2 separate regions of the Xenopus tropicalis genome follow, and region 1 is linked to region 2. The links are chromatin contacts, called in public Hi-C maps. All regions are on one chromosome and are shown on one strand. Each heading gives the region's core, a stretch centred on a gene start, on an enhancer-like site or on the middle of the called end of the contact. The rest is flanking DNA. Distances are from core to core; before and after follow the strand shown.

Region 1 (6,933 bases), core at 531-3,030, 190 kb after region 2:
TCTGTATTGCATAGAATTCAGCGCTCTCAGACTCCTCTACTGGGGGATACCTGCTGTATATAGTCTCACTGGGGGCCTTTATAAAGCACCGATACACGGACTGGGCTGCTTCTATAGTATAGGCACATGTACACTCAAATGATGTCTTAGTCCTACCATACAAATATGTATTAATGTCTTCAGATATATCAAAGGATTCTTAACGATGAGATATACTGATCCTGAGTCATTGAAAGTGTACTTATATATTAAATATATGTAATATTATGTGTGTTTCATGTATATCACTAATAGATATGTTAACAGATAATCTATTTTATCTGTTATAAATAAATGTGTGTATTTATATTTAACTGTGAGCTACATACTTTATTACTGCAGCTAGGAATTCTTAACATATTACATGGATTTTTAATTAAACATATCTATATGAGCTAGATAAAGTATGTATACATTAGTGTGTTCTTAGACCATATGTATGCGAATGCATCATAATAACATAAACATTGTACGTTATATACGTTATACATAACTGGAAGGTAAATGAGAGATATGCGCCATATATAACAACAATTGTATTGTATATACTGCATAATGAGCCATGTTCTCTAATACATTAAAGTGCACTTTCATTTTATACAGGAGAGAGATGCACTATAAATAAACGTTAATGTACTTACATACACAGGTAGTGTCCACTATCAATAAATGTGTTTGCAGATTATAGAGGAGACATATACTTTATTAATGCTAGTGTATTTACAGATGATGTAGGAGAGATATACAGCATAAATGTTACTGTACATACAGATTATATAAGAGAGATACACAGCACAAATTGTAATGTGATTCCAATATATAGAAGAGATATGGTATAAATAAATGTTATTGCATAAACAAATAATATAGGAGAGATATATGCATAAAAATGAGTTTACTTACAGATCATATAGAAGTGATATAGAGTGTAAATAAATGTATTCACAGATCATATAGGAGATATACATTTTAATTTACAGATAATACATAATAGATATATAGTATAATTCTCGGTGTCCTTACAGACTGTAGAAGAGATGTACATTATAACTGTTAGTGTATTTACAGATTTTACAGGAGAGATACACATTATTAAAGTCCATTTTCCGACCTGGGCACATAAAAACGTTATAAATGGATGTAAGTAGATTTTTAGATTATACAGGAAAGATATACTGTATAAAGTAAAGGCAATGTTTTTACCGATTATATCTTATGAAATAGTTCAGTTAAATGCAAATCTACTTACATTTTATACACTGTGGAAGAGACCTAATTTCTATAAATGCATATGGACTGACAGGTTGTTTAGGAAGGATATGCACACTACAATACACTACAAACAAATGTCAGCATTGCTACATGAGGTACCTTAGCGCCCTGCATTATAATGGCAGTGTGGGAGCTGCTGTAGGAATGATGGCAGACACAAGCACAGTATAGAGAGTGCATGACAGTGACAGTGGCAGTGGCAGACAGATGGGGACATACTTACTTGTGCTGCGGGCCACTTTCCTCCTGTGTGGGACAGGCCGGGGGCCCAGCCTACAGTGAAGATGTCCCCTTGGTGCAACCTATACTTTAATATGCAATACTTCAATAATCAATGATCTAGTGCTTGCAATGACCTCTCTACTGTCTCCATTCATGGATTGCAATTAGAAATGAGAAATGTCCACCTCACAGAGAAAAGTCTGCGCTGCCCTAGGAATCCTGAGTAAAGTTGCAGGGATTCCTGTTGCTAACCCTGACCTTCCATAAGTTGCACAAACTGGTGCTTTGGGGCTGATTGTGGTTGCTATCAGGACACACTGAATCTTTACTCAATTACCTTTGAAACAAATGAATGACCATTGTTTGCTGGATTCCTGTTGCTCCTCCCAGGTCCCCCCACTCCCTCCCACTTGGGTGCCTGTTGTAAACCTGGCGACAGGCTAAAATAACCCGAGATAAGAGAGCTGAGGGCTCGCCTACTTCTCCAAGGCGATCAATCGGATCTCAGGCGTCCTCCAAGCACTCTCTTACGTATCCCTCCACCAGGAGAGAGAACTGACACTACACAGGGGCTGATCAGTTCATCAGCTTTTTACCTGCTTGGTCGCTGAACCATGTCGTTGAGCCCAAAGCATACTACACCCTTCTCAGTGACTGACATCTTGAGTCCCATTGAAGAGACCTACAAGAAATTTGGTGGCATGGAAAGCACTGGAAACCTGAGCAGCCCTTTGGGAGCCTATAGACAGACACACGTCTCCCAGACTGGCATGCAGCAGCACAGCATGGGCCACAATGCCACCGTGACCACCACCTACCACATGCCACACAGTGTCTCCCAGTTCTCACATGGCGCAATGGGAGGGTACTGCAATGGGGGCATTGGGAACATGGGAGACATCCCTTCCTATCAAGACACCATGAGAAATAGCGCAGCAGCAACAGGCTGGTATGGAGCCAACACAGATCCCAGATATTCAACAAGTAAGTAGACTAAGTTGAGTTTTGGGGTTATAGTTATATCGAGTATAATTGTTCTGTAATAAAGAATAATCACTGTACGCCATGGAGTAGAGTTTCTCTTTCCTGGAGTCGGTATAGCTTATGGGCCCTTGTGCTGCTAATGTAGCTCCAATTTGAGGGGAGACTAAATGTACCAACACGCTAATTGCATTTGTGTCAGTTTCTAGATTTATGGGACCGTCTACCGGTATGAATATGGCTGGCATGGGCACCTTGCAAGGGATAGCAGAAGCGGCCAAGTCTATGGCTCCTCTCCATGCTGCTCCCAGAAGGAAAAGGAGAGTTCTCTTCTCTCAAGCTCAAGTTTATGAACTGGAGAGGAGGTTTAAGCAGCAGAAGTACCTGTCGGCCCCTGAGAGGGAGCACCTGGCCAGCATGATCCACCTCACTCCCACCCAAGTCAAGATCTGGTTCCAGAACCACAGGTACAAGATGAAGAGGCAAGCCAAGGACAAGGTCACTCAGCAGCTCCAGCAGGAGAGCAATTTGTGCCAACAGCAATCCCCCCGCAGAGTTGCGGTACCAGTCTTGGTGAAAGATGGCAAGCCTTGTCAGAACAGCTCCAACACATCCACACCCAACCAGCAGGTCACCCAACAACAAAGTGGCGCCACTGGCGGCTTGTCTTCTTCTAACGCAGTCCATCAGCACCAGAACCAACAGGTTGGCTCATTGAGCCAGGCTTCAGAATTAGAAGAAATGTCACCTAGTCCACAGTCACTTCACAGTCAGGTTGCCAGTATGGCACAGATAGACACCTCAGCTGTAGACTACAGCAACGGGATGGTCAATCCTAGCATGCTTTACGGCAGAACGTGGTAAGGGGAAACCAGCTCTGAATTAAACTCCATGTACAGGTGAGGGACAGCAGATATAAACACTATGGCCTTTTTGTGCCCAGGCATTGTTGCGCATTAGCAAGGGGATGGTGCCCCCCTGGTTTACAGGACTGCCTATAATGACAGCGGTGGATGCCTTGATGCACCTACAGAGAACTAATGTGGAACTGCTGCTCAGCGCTGGTGTTATTGGCTGCCCGCCGGCACTTGGCAGATTTTACTTTGTAGGTGGAGGACGCTCCCAAAAACTCTCGTTTTTAACGAAACTTGGACAAGGAAATCCGTTTTATATATTTTTTTTGTCTGGGGTATGCCTATTTAACAAAATTAACATTTACCTGGTAAAGCCCGGTTTAAGTGGACTGATTCCAACTTATGTTGTTGGTCTGTGTTTAATGATAATTGTTTTTTTTTGCTTTCGGGTTTTTTTTTTTTTATTTTTAATGAAAAACGGAATTGTGATTTCCATACAGTTTTTGTAGAATTTATTTTCTTCAGAATTCGATTTGGGTGGGGAGTAACATGAGATGCAAGTGTAATAAAATATTCACAAAAAATGCTTAAATAGTAGCTGCTACCATGTGTGTTTCACAATAATTTATTAGGTAAATTATGAGTATTACCTGGATATCAAACTTTAGTTTTTAGCTGGATTTTTATTTGCAACTAATTCTGAAATACATTTCTAAATAATTCAGGTGTGCGAGAGAAAGAGCTTCCCTTTATATCTTTAGGAGAAAATCAGATAGATAGTAGCCATTAGTTAGGGGACTTGAAATCATTTTTAATGTTTTTTTTATGTTTTTCTGTGCAAAGAGACTCAAGCAAATTACAAAATAAGATTCTAAAAACGAATGTGTTTTTTTTTTTATTGGTTAAATTATTTTACTTAAATGTAAACCTCAGTTCTGCGTTTTTCTATATTAGAATCCTGATTAATAGCATTTGTTTCATAATAACGGTTTTATCCGCCCCTGCCATTTGTTTGGAAGATAATTTATTAGACTTATTAGGTAAAGAACTGAAAATAAAATATCAGTAAACAGACAACTGGATATTTATCTACATACGTATAATTTTCCAATATGGTTTTAAAAAATAAAGGGACAAATATTACAATAACAGTTTTTTTCTTACTTTATGCAAAGTCTCTATTAAGCATAGATTTAGAGTCCAACATAAAAGATTTGCTTGAGAATGGCATTGCGAAATTGAAATTAGTTATTATTGATGCCGATTATCGATCCCTTAGCGCTTGGCACCTGTTGTATTAGATTTTGACCCTAGATATGATCAAAGTGTCTTTTATTAACTGCAAATATAATTGTTATTTCATTAGATGCTCTACCGTGTTTTCTAGTGCAACAAATCTTTAAATCATATCTTAGCGCTGGAAAAAAATGTGTATGTATATATACTTTTACTGTTTTATGTATATATTTACTTTGAGTGTAGCTCGTTGTGGTAGTGAATACTTGCATTAATCACAAGGAATATTGACCCCTTCCCTGCCAGTGTTTAATAGAATGGGTCAATGGCCGAAAGACCAGCTGACACAGTAAGGGCTGTATGGGGGTGCATATAGAACTATGGGATCTCTGTTGCTATAGAGCAAGGGAGAGTGGAAATGTGCAATAAGCATACGAATGTGCAGACTAGGTGAAACTCATTAACTGAAGAGGCGGATAAGCGTTCCCAGAGAGCCAGGCACAAAATACTTGGCCTAAGAGGGACAAAGCCATCTGAAAGTTCACCAGGGTCCCAGAGACCCCGCTAATGCAGCCCAAAGGCTGAACATATTACAGTGTCCAGGCGGCCAATTGTCTATTGTTTACCCCCCAGTTCCAGCAAGATGGGGCGAGTGCAGGGAGGAATGTGGCCACTTGCAGGTACCAAGTTTTTTTTCTTTTCTCCTTACTCCCTTCTCAGACAATTTACTTGGGATGAATTGCCGCAAATACACACGTTTAACCTATATATTTTCTCTCTGTAGTTCTTCCCCGCCCCTACTAAGATGAGTAGCAGGGATTCTCAGAGGGTTTACTTACTACATGAATATAAACCAGCGCCAATAGAAATCATTAATAGCGCTGAGTTACACTGGGATATACCTGTAGCCCCAGGGCGCTACATTAAGGCTAATGGAACACAAAGCTGGAGCAGTGCTAGGATTCTTACTGCACTTGGGTATGTTATAAAGTTACTTGCAAAGACTGGTTTTTGATCCAGTGCAAGTCCTATTACAGGACCTGCAAAGGTGATTTGTGTCTATTGGCACCTACTGTCGGGATAGTAAGTAAATGGGCCTGCTTCTGTAGCGAACAAAGCGAATAGATTCAAAGCATAGCATTTAGAATTAATATAGAAGTTGGGGTAGGTGGCATTGGTGTAGGCTACTGGGCAATACTAGCACATCACGTGATGTAGGCCCCCTTTATATATAAACACACACATATTCATTCCCAGCTACAGTCAGGTAGGTGATCCCAATGGTAGCCAATAAAAGACCAACCATTAAAGGGGAGAGCATTTTTAGGTTAATGCACAAAATGTCTCAATGTGCCTAATATATTAATAATAATGATGCAGATGAGGTCTTGTCTTTTGTATAAAAGTCTATATTCATATACTTCTTCACAAAAAAATAGATGCATACTGGGAATTTAAGGAAGGTTAAAAAGCTTATCCTTTATTCATTCTAATTAATAATACTTAATAAAGCAGGCAGCGTTTCTGTCCCCTTCTAGGACTTTTAGGGACCAAAACGTTAACCTGTTTCGTTTTTAATTTCGATGAATAAAGGATAAGCTTTTTAAATTCCCAGTGTGCATCTATGTATTCATAAAGTATTATGAATTCAGCGTGAGATAGCAACTGGGCACCAGTTATTCTGAGTTTGGCCTGTTTTGGACTGCACATCGCAATGTACATTTTTGATACAGTATAGTAACTTGCTGTGTCAGTTATACAAACGCAGGGCAATTAAACCTGGGATTGTTAGAACGAATCAATAACGGGTAACACGTAGGGCCGCGCTATTGTGCTTTTAAACGCAAAAATATAAAGCTGCAAGGACCAATACAAGATCTATGTATGCCCCAAGCTAGGTGATTCAAAGTTTATATATCAGGTTTCGATGTCCTGGTCTCAGAGCTTTGGGAACTTATTACTGTAAGGCTAAAGGTGGCCATACACGTGGCGATCCGACGATGTTTCGTACGACCATCGGTCGCACGAAACATCGTAAGATCCGCCACACACCATTCAGGGCTGAATCGGCAGGTAAGGAGGTAGAAACAATAGGATTTCTACCTCCTTCTGCCGATTCAGCTCTGAAGGGAGAATTTTGGTCAGGCGCCTTCTATGGCGCCCGATCAAAATTTTCAAACTTGTCCGATCGGCGAGTCGTCCGATATCGGCAGCTTCCTGCGATATCGGTTGACTCGCCGACATGCCATACACGCACCGATTATCGTACGAAACGAGGTTTCGTACGATAATATCGGTGCGTGTATGGCCACCTTAAGTGTGAGAGGCA
Region 2 (6,734 bases), core at 119-2,618:
CCAGAATGTTGTTGACAGAATGAGCCGAAGGCCACTGCCTGGCAATGCTGACATGTCCCGTAGGCATATGCACCCCTGGGTGATGGCTGCCCACCTTGGTAGAGCCAGGAGAGATGGGGTTGGGGTAGGGGTACTGATACAGGTGATTGTACGTTGGTTGGGATGCGGGTTGCTTGGGGCTGTCATACTGACTGGGCTGAGAGAGGTTTCCAATTTTATTCCTTAATATCCTACTGATGGAGCTGACAGAGGGCACATTGTACTTGTCGCACACATTATCAGCCAGAAGTCTGTCTCTGATTTCCCAAGCGAAGATGCCCGGGTCGCTCTGTTTGTACTCCCTGATGTGCTTCACCACGTTAGGGGTGGTGACTCTGGGCTTGCTGCCCCCAATTGCCCCGGGCAAGATGGAGCCGGTCTCGTTGTACCTCGCCAGGATCTTACTGACACATCCATGAGAGACTCGCAATTGCCGGCTAATATCACACGGCCTGATGCCCAGCTGGGCCAGCTCCACGATCCGCAGCCTGATAGCGTTGGGCAGGGGTCTTCCATTGACAAACACGCCTCCCAGCTGGTTGACTTCGCCGTAGGTTTGTTCTGTAGAAGGAGAAACAAAATGATTAGGCTGAACTGCAAGCAGCTGAAGGAAAATGGTCCCTGGGGACTCATGGGTTTGATTCCTCTATGAGCCCTGTCTGCCTTGGGCAGCTCACTGCATCCCCTGTGCCTCATTCTACAGCAAAGACACTGGCTGAGTGCAAACATTCCTATACAGCACTGCGTAAAAATGGCTAATCGGAATGTACTAACATAATACCATCAGCGGCTGAACTACGAACAGCCCTGGCAGTAAGCGCTAGGCACACAGTGACTGACATTGCACGAATACATCGCAGGTTTATGGATGTGAGCTACACCGACCCTTATAATCCCAGTACCATATACATGCATCCATTACTGTGTGTGCGCAAAACGAAAGCGATCCTCTCTCAATCTGCTATAACACTATATAAAGCCTCTTACCCATTCCGTGCGGCTGTATGGAATTGCAAGGCTCCTCGGCAGAAATGTAGCAAGTCAGATATACATGGGATGAGGAGGTTCCTTTCCAGAGATCCAGATGAGGAGGAGGGTCGTGCGCTAAAGAGGCTCTTTCCCCCAATACTGCGTTTTCCTTTTGATGGCAGAACAACTGTAGTCGCACCACAAAAGCGCAAGGGCGATCTTTATCTGATCAGAGCAAATCGCTCTCAGTTATCTGCTTGCAGTTTGTTAAGATCAATTTGACGTGTCTTCCACGTCAATCTTGGTGGTCAGGCAGCGGCGCTACTGGTGACATCTCATTGGTTCCCGTCATCCCAAATAGGCAGAGATTTCTGTGCAGTGCGACTTACCCATTCCGGTCTGCTGTAACCCTATCTGTCTCATTGGAATGTCTCCCTGCACTCACACTAAAACAACTCTGGCTACCAGCTTTGATGGCTTTCTCTAGCTCTGTGGCAGGCCCATCCATCATTTGTTCTTTTCAATTCATCTTTAATTTCTACCCATATTCACACACCTACCGACTTATTCTAAGCACTTCCCCGGGACTATTGGGGACTTCTACAACACAGCAAACTCCCTTCTACTGAGCTCTGACAGGATAGTTTCAACCGAAACGTTGAATACAAATAATATTTTTATCTCTATAAATGTATATATATATATTTTTTTTCTTTCGAAATGTACAAGTTGCACTGACTTGGCCCAAAAACCAAATGATCACCTGGAAGCCAACATGAAATTTACTTGAATACACAGAAATTGATTTTTTTTTAATAACGAGGGAAATTAAAAATGGCATAGATTAACAGGGTGCCACCTGCTGAAACCAGATGTATATATATATATATATATGTGTGTGTGTGTGTGTGTGTGTGTGTATATATATATATATATATATATATATATATATTATATATGTATGCATATGGATGTAGCCTTTCCCACTGCCCCAGCCCATACAAGCCAAGAGCCTGCCATCCTTGGGTTACAAATGAGGCAAATAGGATGTTTGAAGAGATCAGGTAGCAAGTGTGAGTGTGTTGGGAGGGGGACAGATTAGCTTAGTGTCTCTCTTTCAGGATCCTTTTAAATTTAATACCCTGCTTAGTGCCACAAACGCCAACATTTTACTAGGAAGTACACCAAAAGTCACAGACAGGCCATTATATTAATTAATGCATGTGTAGGTTAATCTAATACACTCTCTGCATCCCCTCAGCAACCTCGATGGGTTGGAGTTTTATACACAGAATACAGAATATACAATAAGCCAGAAATTATATATATGTATTCCTTTCTAGCATTTATTGTCAAATGGTTTTGGTTCCAAGTGCTGTTATTTCTATTATTTCTGTAGTTGTTGTCTTGATACAATTTGAGCTGAGCAATGTTAGATGTACTATTAATAACACACATGGGTTAACTCTTTACACACGCAAAACAAAGCGATATAATTTGTTACCCTTTCAATTATTCATTCTTGTTACCCGTAACATTATTTTTAGCCATTTCAGTTTAATGGTTGAAAACACAGCGTTCAAATATATTTTTCATTCACCTCTCTTCTTTTAATGTAGGAGTATTTTGGATCTTTCTTTTTGTTTTCATTTCTTTCTTGTTTTTTTATGTATCATGTCACGTTTTTTAATTTTTTTCCGACAATTACAATGCATTATAGACAGCATGCACAGTGCCTGGACAATTCTGAATTGCCAGCAGGTAATTCTTAACATCTTCTACAGGGAGAGGAAAGGTTCCTGTGATTTGGGAATTATTCCTGCTGTTACTCTCCGACGATCCAATGCCTCCAAGTTATTAAAATGAGCGTTACGATTCTAATTCAGAGAACCTTTACAATACTAAATACTGTAATCAAATGTAATGATTATTTATAATGATGGTTGTGGCAGAAAAATACTTTATCATTTCTGTAATAAAGTAATTTCTCTACACGAGATCCATACCTTTCTAGGTAGCACCTTATTTATGTCTTGGTTGTTGTGGGAAAAAGAGAGAAAGTGACAGAGATAGAGGGAGAAATAGAGAAAGGGAAAGAGACAGAGAGAGAGAGAATATATATCTGGAGGAAAAGAGTGAGAAAGAGGGGCAAAGAGAAAGAAGGAAAGAAAGAAAGAGGGAGACAGCTGGTAAGGGAGACGGAAAGACAAAGAGAGGGAGAGATATACAGAGGGAAAGAGAAAGATATGGTATTTATGTTTCTTCGTGATTAGAACAAACCAGTACAGATTAAAATGTGGTTCTGATAGGTGTTTCCAGTAAATAAGGAAGCAAATAAAGAGGTTTTAATAAAGAGGCAGCTGATACACTGTAATGTTATTCAGGGTCTCAGGAAACGTATAGTGAATTACATTTTATCCAGAAATAACTGATGCAACTTGGGGAAGGGGCGATACTTACAACCAGAGCGCTATAACCTAGCAGCCTAGTTAAAGGGCCACATGTTTCTAATACAGATGATGTCTCTGCAGAGGTTGGGCAGGTGTCTGGCCTGGAAATAATAAGTGAGTTTTATATAATAACCGATGTAATGAACCGCACCTATTCCGTGTGTACCTACAAGGGGACTTCTCAGAAAAGTTATATATGCTATGTACTGCCTATATACATAGGTTTGTTTGCGCAGGGCTCTGCGTGTAACTTCCAGCCGAATTAACCATTTAACTGCGCCTACAGAAAAGCAAAATCAGTGTTGACCTTGCACTTAGCCCACTGCATTTTAGCTCTACGCAGATCCATGCAAATATGGGAAAGGGAACAGGCAGACATACAGACAGACAGGTAAGAGAGCAGACTGACAGAGAAAACATAGAGGCAGAAAAATAAGTTGGCCAGGCAGTGTATATTACATATAAAGATAGATGATAGATATATAGATAGATAATAGCAAGAAAGAAAGAAAGAAAGATATATAGATAGATAGATAGATAGATAGATAGATAGATAGATAGATAGATAGAGAGATAGATAAATAGATAGATAGATGATAGATGGAAACTAGCTAGATAGATAATATATAGATGATAGACAGATAGATATAGATAGATAGATAGATAGATAGATAGATAGATAGATAGACAGATGATAGATAGACAGATGATAGATAGATAGATAGATAGATAGATAGATAGATAGATAGATGATAGATAATAGCAAGAAAGAAAGAAACACAGATAGATAGATAGATAGATAGATAGATAGATGATAGATAGATAGATAGATAGATAGATAAATGATAGATGGAAACTAGCTAGAAATATAGATAGTTAGTTAAATAGATAGATAGATAGATAGATAGATAGATAGATAGATAGACAGACAGATGATAGATAGAAACTAGCTAGAAATATAGATAGTGTGATAGAGAGATAGATAGATCATAGATAGATATAGATAGATAGATTTATAGATAATAGCTAGAAAGAAAGATAGTAGATAGATGATAGATAAATAGATGATAGATGATGATAGATAGATAGATAGATAGATGATAGATAGATAATAGATAGATAGATAGATAGATAGATGATAGATAGATAGATAGATAGATAGATAGATAGATAGATAGATAGATATAGATGATAGATAGATAGATAGATGGATAGATGATAGATAGATATATAGATAGATAGATAGATAGATAGATAGATAGATAGATAGATAGACAGATACTAGCAGACAGGCCTATCTCATAGCAATCTCAAAGAACAGGTGAGAGAATAAGTGATGCTCAGCTCACTATATATGGCCACATATGACTTCCAAGCTAAGTACCTATTGAGTCCTGACCGACTCCAAGTAAGGCAGCCAAGCTGACTGCAGATAGCTCGTACTGTACATAGAAATGCGATTGCTGCAGTCGCCTAAGCACAACAATGTGCCGGCAACACATGAAACAAGCCCCAGCCCGGCGCTGCCTCCCTAGAGATCGCAGCGCTTATTACTGGCTGTGGCCTGAATTCATCGCGGCTTATTAAAGCGATAAATCACTGCGGCAGCCCTGCATTCAAGAACGCTAATCAGATTTTCAGAACTGCGCCTCGACTCCCATGTTATTTAGAGAACATATATGTTTTCCATCACCTCTTACATCTTTAACAGAGAGCAACCCCTAATATGGAGGAAAGAGAACTAGTCTGTGTGCCCCTGCCTGGCACCCGGAAACTTTGTCAACTCATCTATTCTGGAACCTCAAGGGTTAACCAAAGAAATCATCACTCTGTTAAATATCCGCACATCTGCCTCCACTTCATTCAGTTTTCCTATCACCTGTCTGTGCTGCTTTGTGCGCTGTGACTAGTAGGACTGCACTTGCGATTTATTCCTGTTTAATTTCTTTTCTTGTCATTACTATTATCACAACTAGTTTCAGTAGTATTAGTGTCATAATATGTATAGTTTATTATTAAATACAAATTAAATTGCTGATACAAACAGTGATCACAAATACTGATCCTGTGCAGAACCAGCTTATTGGTCTCTATTATTCCTATTTAGTCAACTGACAAACAGTGACCATATTCCGCTACATGAGCAATAAGGGGCGAGTTGTATCAAGCTGGTTAAATTGTTGCTGGATGTCGGTGACGGTGACGCAGACAGGATAATAGTTTTGTCGCTTGAGACTCAGCAATCGCTGTGCACCTGCTACAAAGCAAAGCAAAACCTGAAAAATATCCGATCGATCGTTGTTTGTACAGGGGGGGAAGGGTCTTCTATTGCCCCAGAGTTTTACCAAAATATTTACTAACAACTGCGACTTCCTAACTGCATTCTCTTACAGTGATCAGTCTTTTCTCTTTAGGCCAAATTAACCCTGTCAGAGGTAATTCCCATGATTAAATAACCCTGATAGTATTGCAGCTCATTCAATTAACCCCTGAGGTGCACTGGAAATAAATAAATAACATGCTAGCAAACAAATAATTCCTGTATATTCATTCTAATATAAAGACGCCTTCTTAAATATTTGAAAATGTTTCTATAGTGCAGACATTTACAGCTCTCTTTATCCCTCCTTTTGTCTCTCTCTTTTCTGTAAATAAACTATATATTCATTACGTGCGTATTAAATATAAAAAAAACTAAATATACATACATATTGGACCTAATTACTGCAAGGTAAATGTTTTTGTTGTAAGCTAACGCAATAGTTCGTTTCTTTTATATGTACTGTAAATATTGAAATCTGTGCTGTCTGTACATTAGTCCTGTGTTCCTGCAAGGTCAGGTTCATGAAAGTGTGTGTATAAGAGCTGTAATATTCTCTTCTGCGGGACAGACAGACAGCCCATCAGCTTATTATCAATCATATTGCTTATTACCGCATGCTCTCCAAATTAATTACAAGAACGGAGTTTGCTCCAGTTGAACCGAATTATTTGGCAATAATATAACTTCTCCATCGTCCAAATGTCTACAACGGGCTGACCCTCTGAGATGGTTTTAATTTACTCCTTCTCTCTGTACGGGCCTTGGGCTTTTATTGAGGACCCATTGAGCCTTGAGTTTTGATTTAGTGTTTGTGATTTTGTGATCTCATGGCCCAGTATGGAAAATATTAGACAAGGTTAAAACGTCAGGAGATAGACTGCACGAAAGGGACGTTTTTCTAGCGATATTTAAGTCGAAACAAACAACATATCGAAAACTTATAATCAAAAACA

Evidence for each region. Hi-C and Micro-C count contacts between places; a contact is called where the count stands out from the background.
Region 1: a Hi-C map of gastrula embryo shows a contact between it and region 2, with 2.5 times the contacts expected there. The contact joins the promoter of nkx2-4 here to the promoter of pax1 in region 2. A contact is called at or near these places in 3 of 5 Hi-C or Micro-C datasets (gastrula embryo, neurula embryo and tailbud embryo).

What each region holds. Positions count from the first base shown.
Region 1 is chr5:36,252,891-36,259,823 of UCB_Xtro_10.0, forward strand. nkx2-4 (homeobox protein Nkx-2.4) reads left to right here and starts at 1,781. Exons shown (of 2, transcript XM_002939432.5): 1 at 1,781-2,517; 2 at 2,717-3,954. The coding sequence starts at 2,148. The coding sequence ends at 3,378.
Region 2 is chr5:36,064,294-36,071,027 of UCB_Xtro_10.0, forward strand. It overlaps pax1 (paired box protein Pax-1), which reads right to left and starts at 1,369. Exons shown (of 5, transcript XM_002939437.5): 1 at 1,027-1,369; 2 at 1-600. The coding sequence starts at 1,030.